2 separate regions of the Mus musculus genome follow, and region 1 is linked to region 2. Evidence: chromatin contacts called from public promoter capture Hi-C data. All regions are on one chromosome and are shown on one strand. The core of a region is the stretch at or near the end of the contact, and the rest is flanking DNA. Distances in the headings are between cores, read along the strand shown.

Region 1 (2,700 bases), core at 132-2,631, 180 kb after region 2:
GTCATCAAGCTGCTATTACCTGTAATAAGTAACCTGTACTAAGTTTTATACTGAAAAAATTACAAGGCAATGGAAACGTTTACTATGAAATCTGGACTGTAAAAGAAGAACAGGTGTGAGAATGCAAAGTCCATGCTGTCACGAGAATGATCAAAGAAGTTGTTCAGCCAAAAATTCTAGTAGCTCACAGGCAAATCAGGAATTCACTTGGAAGGCCAGGAAAAGCTGAAAAGAATAGAACCCCAAATCTTCCATTTCACACTAGAGCTGACTGTGGAGTTAACACTCAAAGGGGAGACTCTGGGGTAGCCCGGAGAAGAGCCCTGTGCCTGTAAACAAAAACTCTCCATGTAAGCTGCAAGCCCTTACAGACGCATGTGACCAGGGACCCCGAGAGTGAAAGGTGGACACTATCCGTCCCAGGGGTGCAAATGGCCTAAGGGTTGGCACCAGATACCAACTCATCTAATCTCAGTTTCCATAGTTTCTTCTGTGACTCCAAATACCATGATTAAAACTGCAGAGATGATGTGGGAGGAAGCGGCTGTCAGAAAGGACAGACAGACAGACAGGATCTTCGCTTTGCTTCCACCTTCAGCCTTTAGCATTTATCTAGAACTTGTTTATGTCCTTCCTAATGAAGAATTTGTTCTTTAAAAACAAATCTATCAATTAAAGCAAGCGAGTTGTGAGAACTCCCAAACTAAGGATTGAGCTCCTTCTTTCAAAACCTATTTGTTTGCCATCATGTCAGCTCTGCACAAGCCAAGACAGCAGCATGCAGATTTTTGGTCCGCCCCCACAGCCCCCATTAGAGAAAACCCCCACCTATATTTCCCTTGCACAATATCACCCATTCAGCTCAGAGAGCTAAATTGCAATCGCAGGAGTCAGGACTGCCAAAATAGACAGCTTTCATGTGAAGTAATAACAGGGCAGGCACGCAAATGAAAAAGCATCTGCCAGGCTTTCCGGAAAGCCCACAGAAACCCCACATATTAAAAGCAGAGTTGAGGCACTGAGGAAAAAGGGGTGCGGTACAACAGGCACCAAGAGTCAAACAGATTACCAGCTCAGACAAAAATGTAAGAAGGCAGGCAGGGAGGGAGGGAACCTCCCAGCACAGGAGCCAGCCTCCCCTTTACCTTACCAAGAAAGACAAAAGTGGCACAGCCTGGCATTCTCAAATGAATGACCCCTGGCTCCACCAAGTGTGATGCTACACGAAAAGCCACAGAAATGCACAAGTAAATAACATTCCAGACATACTGCTGGCAGCAGTGCACCCGTTAGCTAAAACAAAACAGAGTAACTTCAGACTGTATGAGCAGGCTCATCTCTGGAAAGGGTCCAGTGGCCACTGTGACAGCCATGGCCATGTGGGCAGAGATCAGACAGCTGACTCTGTCTCAAGCCAGGAAGGTTCAAAAGGGGATGTGTGGACTTGTAGAGGGACTGCCCCTGACTGGGGTCCACTGCTTTGTTCCAATGGGGGCCCATGTGAATGACTATTCCAGAAGAGATGGAAGAATTCACATGAGTGGCTGGTGGGGAGTGAGCTTCATTTTCCATCTTCCAGTTTGTTTCCCATGAACAGTCATCTCCACCAGACTTCTCTCCTCACCTTCCTGAACTGGGGGTGCCTCTGGGATGTACTAAGGACAGATCTATAGAGATCTGTCTAAAGTTCCCATTTCCTACCCTCAGCCCTTTCTTCCCAGTCAACAGTAACCAATTTCCTACTGTTCTGTGGGGAAGAAGGAAGTGTGAAGATAGGTTGTCACACATGATACAATAACTCTGTTATCACTCAGAGCTCTCCCGGTAGCCAATGTCCATGTGGGACCGACCCTGCTTTCAAGCTTTCAGTGACTACCCTCAAGGGTGTTAAGCAAACTTGGGACATAAGGGATAACGACAACTTTCCTTCCCTCTTTCTGACTCTGAATGTCAGAATCACTTACTCAAGGTACATAGACGTTTTAAAGCATCGTTTTCCTCAGTAGCTAGTAAAGAAAACAACACACCTCAGTCCACTTTGAGGATCAACAGTCAATGTCCCTTTGCTAGTAGGTCCCTTAGCATAGACAGCACCCCACAACAGAGAGCTTTTAGAATGTCTAGGCTACCATGACCTTGGTTTGGTATGCAAGGCCCACTCACAGGTGCACAGTCCAATCCTGTATTCTCAGACCCAAGCAATCGGCTCAGGCTTCCCTTCTGTCAAAACCCCTGGAATTCTTATGCCCTGGAAGAGGGATCACCTACCTCAAGGAAGATAATCACATTGCTAACATCTTCACACTAAGAGCAAAGATTTTGTTGTTATTGTTTTGCTTTCTTAAACCATAAGTCATTGAATGTATTGTTTTTCCAGATGAGAGTTATGCAGGATTGCCATTTTAAATCTCAAAGTAACAGCCCCTCTCTTGAATTCTCTGCCACATGCTCTGTGCTATAGGTGTGTGTGTGTGTGTGTGTGTGTGTGTGTGTGTGTGTGTGTGTGTGTGTGTGAAATAGGCAGGCCTGGGCTGCTGAGAGCCTCAGCAGATCTATGCTCCTCACTTTCCCAGCATGGTGGAGGCTGGCCACTCCTCTGCAGAGGACAAGTGTACTAGATGCCTGAAGCTTGTATCACGCCCAGCCTGAAAACTGTCCCTCTACTGCTCCTTAATGCGACCCACCCAGCCAGATTAGAGT
Region 2 (2,752 bases), core at 7-2,506:
AAAAGGACAGCCTCCCATCATTTGTGTGGCAGCCTGTAATGGTCATGTATGGCCACTAGATGGCACATACTCCATGTTGCAAGTTAAGCTGCCATGGCAGAATTAACTATTAAGTGGGAAAGCCAAAGAAACACTCAACTTTCTTCAGGGTGGTTCAGAAAAGTCAGAAAAGTGATGCACAGGATCCAAGGTGGCTAGAAAAAAAATGTTTCCCAAAGCTAGTCATAGCAAACACAAAATTACTCCAGAAATTCCCTTTATTGGAGCCTGGCCTACTTATCTCTGGATGCCATTGTGAAATGTTTTATAATACAAATAGGCTTTTTAAAAAAATCTATCATAAACTCAAGTTTTAAGCTCTGACTAAAAATATAAGTAAGCAGGCTCTTCCTAGGCCTCAGGAAGCCAGTTTCTATAGACTGAAACCATTAAATCCTACTGACAGGGTATTCTAGAAAAGATTGGGGAGCTTTCACCGGGTGTCACGTGGCTGTACTTTCCATTAACTGCTAACTGTACCCAATAGTGGTGGCCACCTGATTCTTAGGTGCTCATTACCAACTATGGGACGAGGATGGTGGGGAGGTGGATGGTGAAGGTCAGCAGGTGGAGTGTGCTGCTGAGTAGGGCCTGAGTCCTGTTGTCATAAAGTGCTTCTTAACCACTCATGAAACTTATTCTTACATACAGGCTTACTATAGAAAATGTGGTATATAACAGGAATACAAAATAAGTAAATAAAGTTTGCCCACAGCCCATGCTCAGAGAGAACCACTGCTGGCATTTTATGGGTTTTTCTGGGTACCAAGTACTTTTTCTTTTCTTAACCTAATGGAATGTGTCACTTTTCTGGAGCAGCCCCAAACTTCTCGTTTGCCTAATAATCCAAAGTTGTTATTGATAGGTTCCTCTTGTATTTCTCTGTTTCATGGTCTTTTCTTTTTATAGCCTCAAGCAGCCTGCCAACCTGCCATCTTCAGAATTGTTGATGAAATGTTCAGGTAAATATACTGTCTTTGGGAACAGTTGGTCTCTGGCTGGTGTGGGAACGTAGAGGTTTGCGCTCTTGGTAGTTAGGGGTGAAAACTCAGAAGTTGCTGTGCATTGAAAAGACAGCCTCCGGAGTGTGGTGGCATTCTTTAACCTGTTTATACTCAAATGAGGTAGAGAAGTGGGATTCATTTGGGTACTGAAATATCCATGCAGCGTTTGTCCCAGCTCCAAGTAAAGATGCAGTACAGCCCTTCACCACATGAGGGCTGGCTGGGCTTTGTCACAGACCTAAAGAAAGCCAAAAGGCACAAAACTATTTTGAACAGAAAGAACTCTCTGAAAGACAGAGGAAACGCCACATTTCAGCAGAATGGTGTTTTTATTTGAAAGACTAGGTCCTAGGAACTTGTGCTTTGTTTAAAGGACCAGTAACAAGAAGTGTGTAACACACCAGTTGGCTCTGCTCCGAAGTCATGAGAGTTGGCACCTATGGATTCCTATAGATACACTAAGGTCAGAGGTGTTGGACCCAGGAGCTAGTTACGGAAGGTTGTGAGCTGCCTGATACGGATGCTGGCAATGGAATTCAAGTGGTCTGAAAAACCAGCAAGTGCTCTTAACCACTGAGCCATTTCTCCAGACCTAGAAAAGGAGTGTTTGTTTGTTTGTTTGTGGCCTTAAACTCAGAGACCCACCTGCCTCTGCCTCTGCCTCCTGAATGCTGGGATTAAAGGCAAGCGCCATCAAGCCCCAACACAGGAAAGGAATTTTTACAACCAATACCTTACCATTTGTGTTGCTCTTGAAACATACCAACTCTTAACTTAAATGGCCACAGGTATAAGAAGACATGTTATTGTTTTTGTTTCGGGATAATCAAGTTTGAGATTTCTTTCTTTAAACAAAAAGAAAAGTTAGTTGTGTAAAAGGGCACGGAAACTAAACCAAGGACATCTAATTCCACAGCCCCACTCTGGTGATTCTGACTGTGTGTGTTGGAATCTCCACTCTCCAGGCAGCTCTGTCCTCACTGGTAAAAGCAGAACACTTGTTGCTAGCACTGTCTGGTTTGTGAACACCGAAGTACCCATGGGAAGGCCATATGAGAGAGGCTGGAAGGGTGGCTGCTCCCTCCTGCCTTCACTCAGGAGCTGCAGTCTGATGAACTAATGGGCTTGCATTGTGTGTGGAGCAGCAGGGTGCTGTCACCTCCCTTTGCTTTGTTCAGGTTTGTGCTGCTGGAAACTGACGGAGCCCCAGAAGTACTAGCTGCTCTTCAGGTTTTCACATCGTGCTTGGTAGAAGCTCTGAAAAAAGAAAACAAGCAGGTACCTCACCCGGGGGATGCTGCTTAGTCACTTCAGAGTGAAGCCGGCTACTGCTGCTACAGGCATTTGGTAACGAGCTGAAAGGATCTTTATTTTTCTGGTGTTGGAGACCACCCACAGCCTCACACGTGTTAGGCGCATGCTCTGACACTGGCTACGCTCCCAGCCTTGTTTTCAGAAATGTTAGTGGAGTCTTGTTCACAAAGAAAGCTTCCAAAAGACCACTCCTGTGGAGATGAAACATTTTCACTAAAAATAACTTAGGAGTTTGTCTTTCTTCCCCATGCCCTGTTCCTAGAACCATCTGCCCACTGCTGTGCCTGAGTGTGGCTTCACATTGGCCAGCTCTCTAGGGGGAGAATTCCCCCTGGCCCTCTGTGTTTGTCCTTCTGTTTGCATTTGGCCTTGTGGCCAATAAGAGACATGGAGTC

The links. Capture Hi-C pulls out chosen DNA fragments and counts their contacts.
Region 1: a contact with region 2 is called in a promoter capture Hi-C map of liver. The contact joins two enhancer-like sites. A contact is called at or near these places in 6 of 39 promoter capture datasets (the C10 cell line, the HPC-7 cell line, cranial neural crest and 3 more), 1 of 15 datasets of contacts at CTCF or cohesin (embryonic stem cells), 16 of 484 Hi-C or Micro-C datasets (3T3-L1-derived adipocytes, CD8 central memory T cells, the F1.1 cell line and 8 more), 6 of 115 datasets of contacts at active chromatin or transcription factors (the NIH/3T3 cell line, T-cell acute lymphoblastic leukemia, astrocytes and 3 more) and 4 of 9 other capture datasets (adipose tissue, embryonic stem cells, liver and 1 more).

The regions. Positions count from the first base shown.
Region 1 is chr13:63,153,627-63,156,326 of GRCm38.p6, reverse strand. All of the region lies in intron 5 of Aopep (aminopeptidase O), which reads right to left. Among named protein-coding and RNA genes, the nearest start is that of Gm30409, 23 kb to the right of the region's middle. Within about 2 kb of position 1,381, at least 117 of the 459 cell types and tissues checked have an H3K27ac peak or open chromatin away from gene starts, as enhancers often do. A contact at or near this core is called in adipose tissue, cortical neurons, liver and 1 more, where this site is marked.
Region 2 is chr13:63,330,090-63,332,841 of GRCm38.p6, reverse strand. It overlaps Fancc (Fanconi anemia, complementation group C), which reads left to right. Exons shown (of 15, transcript NM_007985.3): 9 at 949-1,001; 10 at 2,222-2,321. Among named protein-coding and RNA genes, the nearest start is that of Mir3074-1, 30 kb to the right of the region's middle. Within about 2 kb of position 1,256, at least 55 of the 459 cell types and tissues checked have an H3K27ac peak or open chromatin away from gene starts, as enhancers often do. A contact at or near this core is called in adipose tissue, cortical neurons, liver and 1 more, where this site is marked.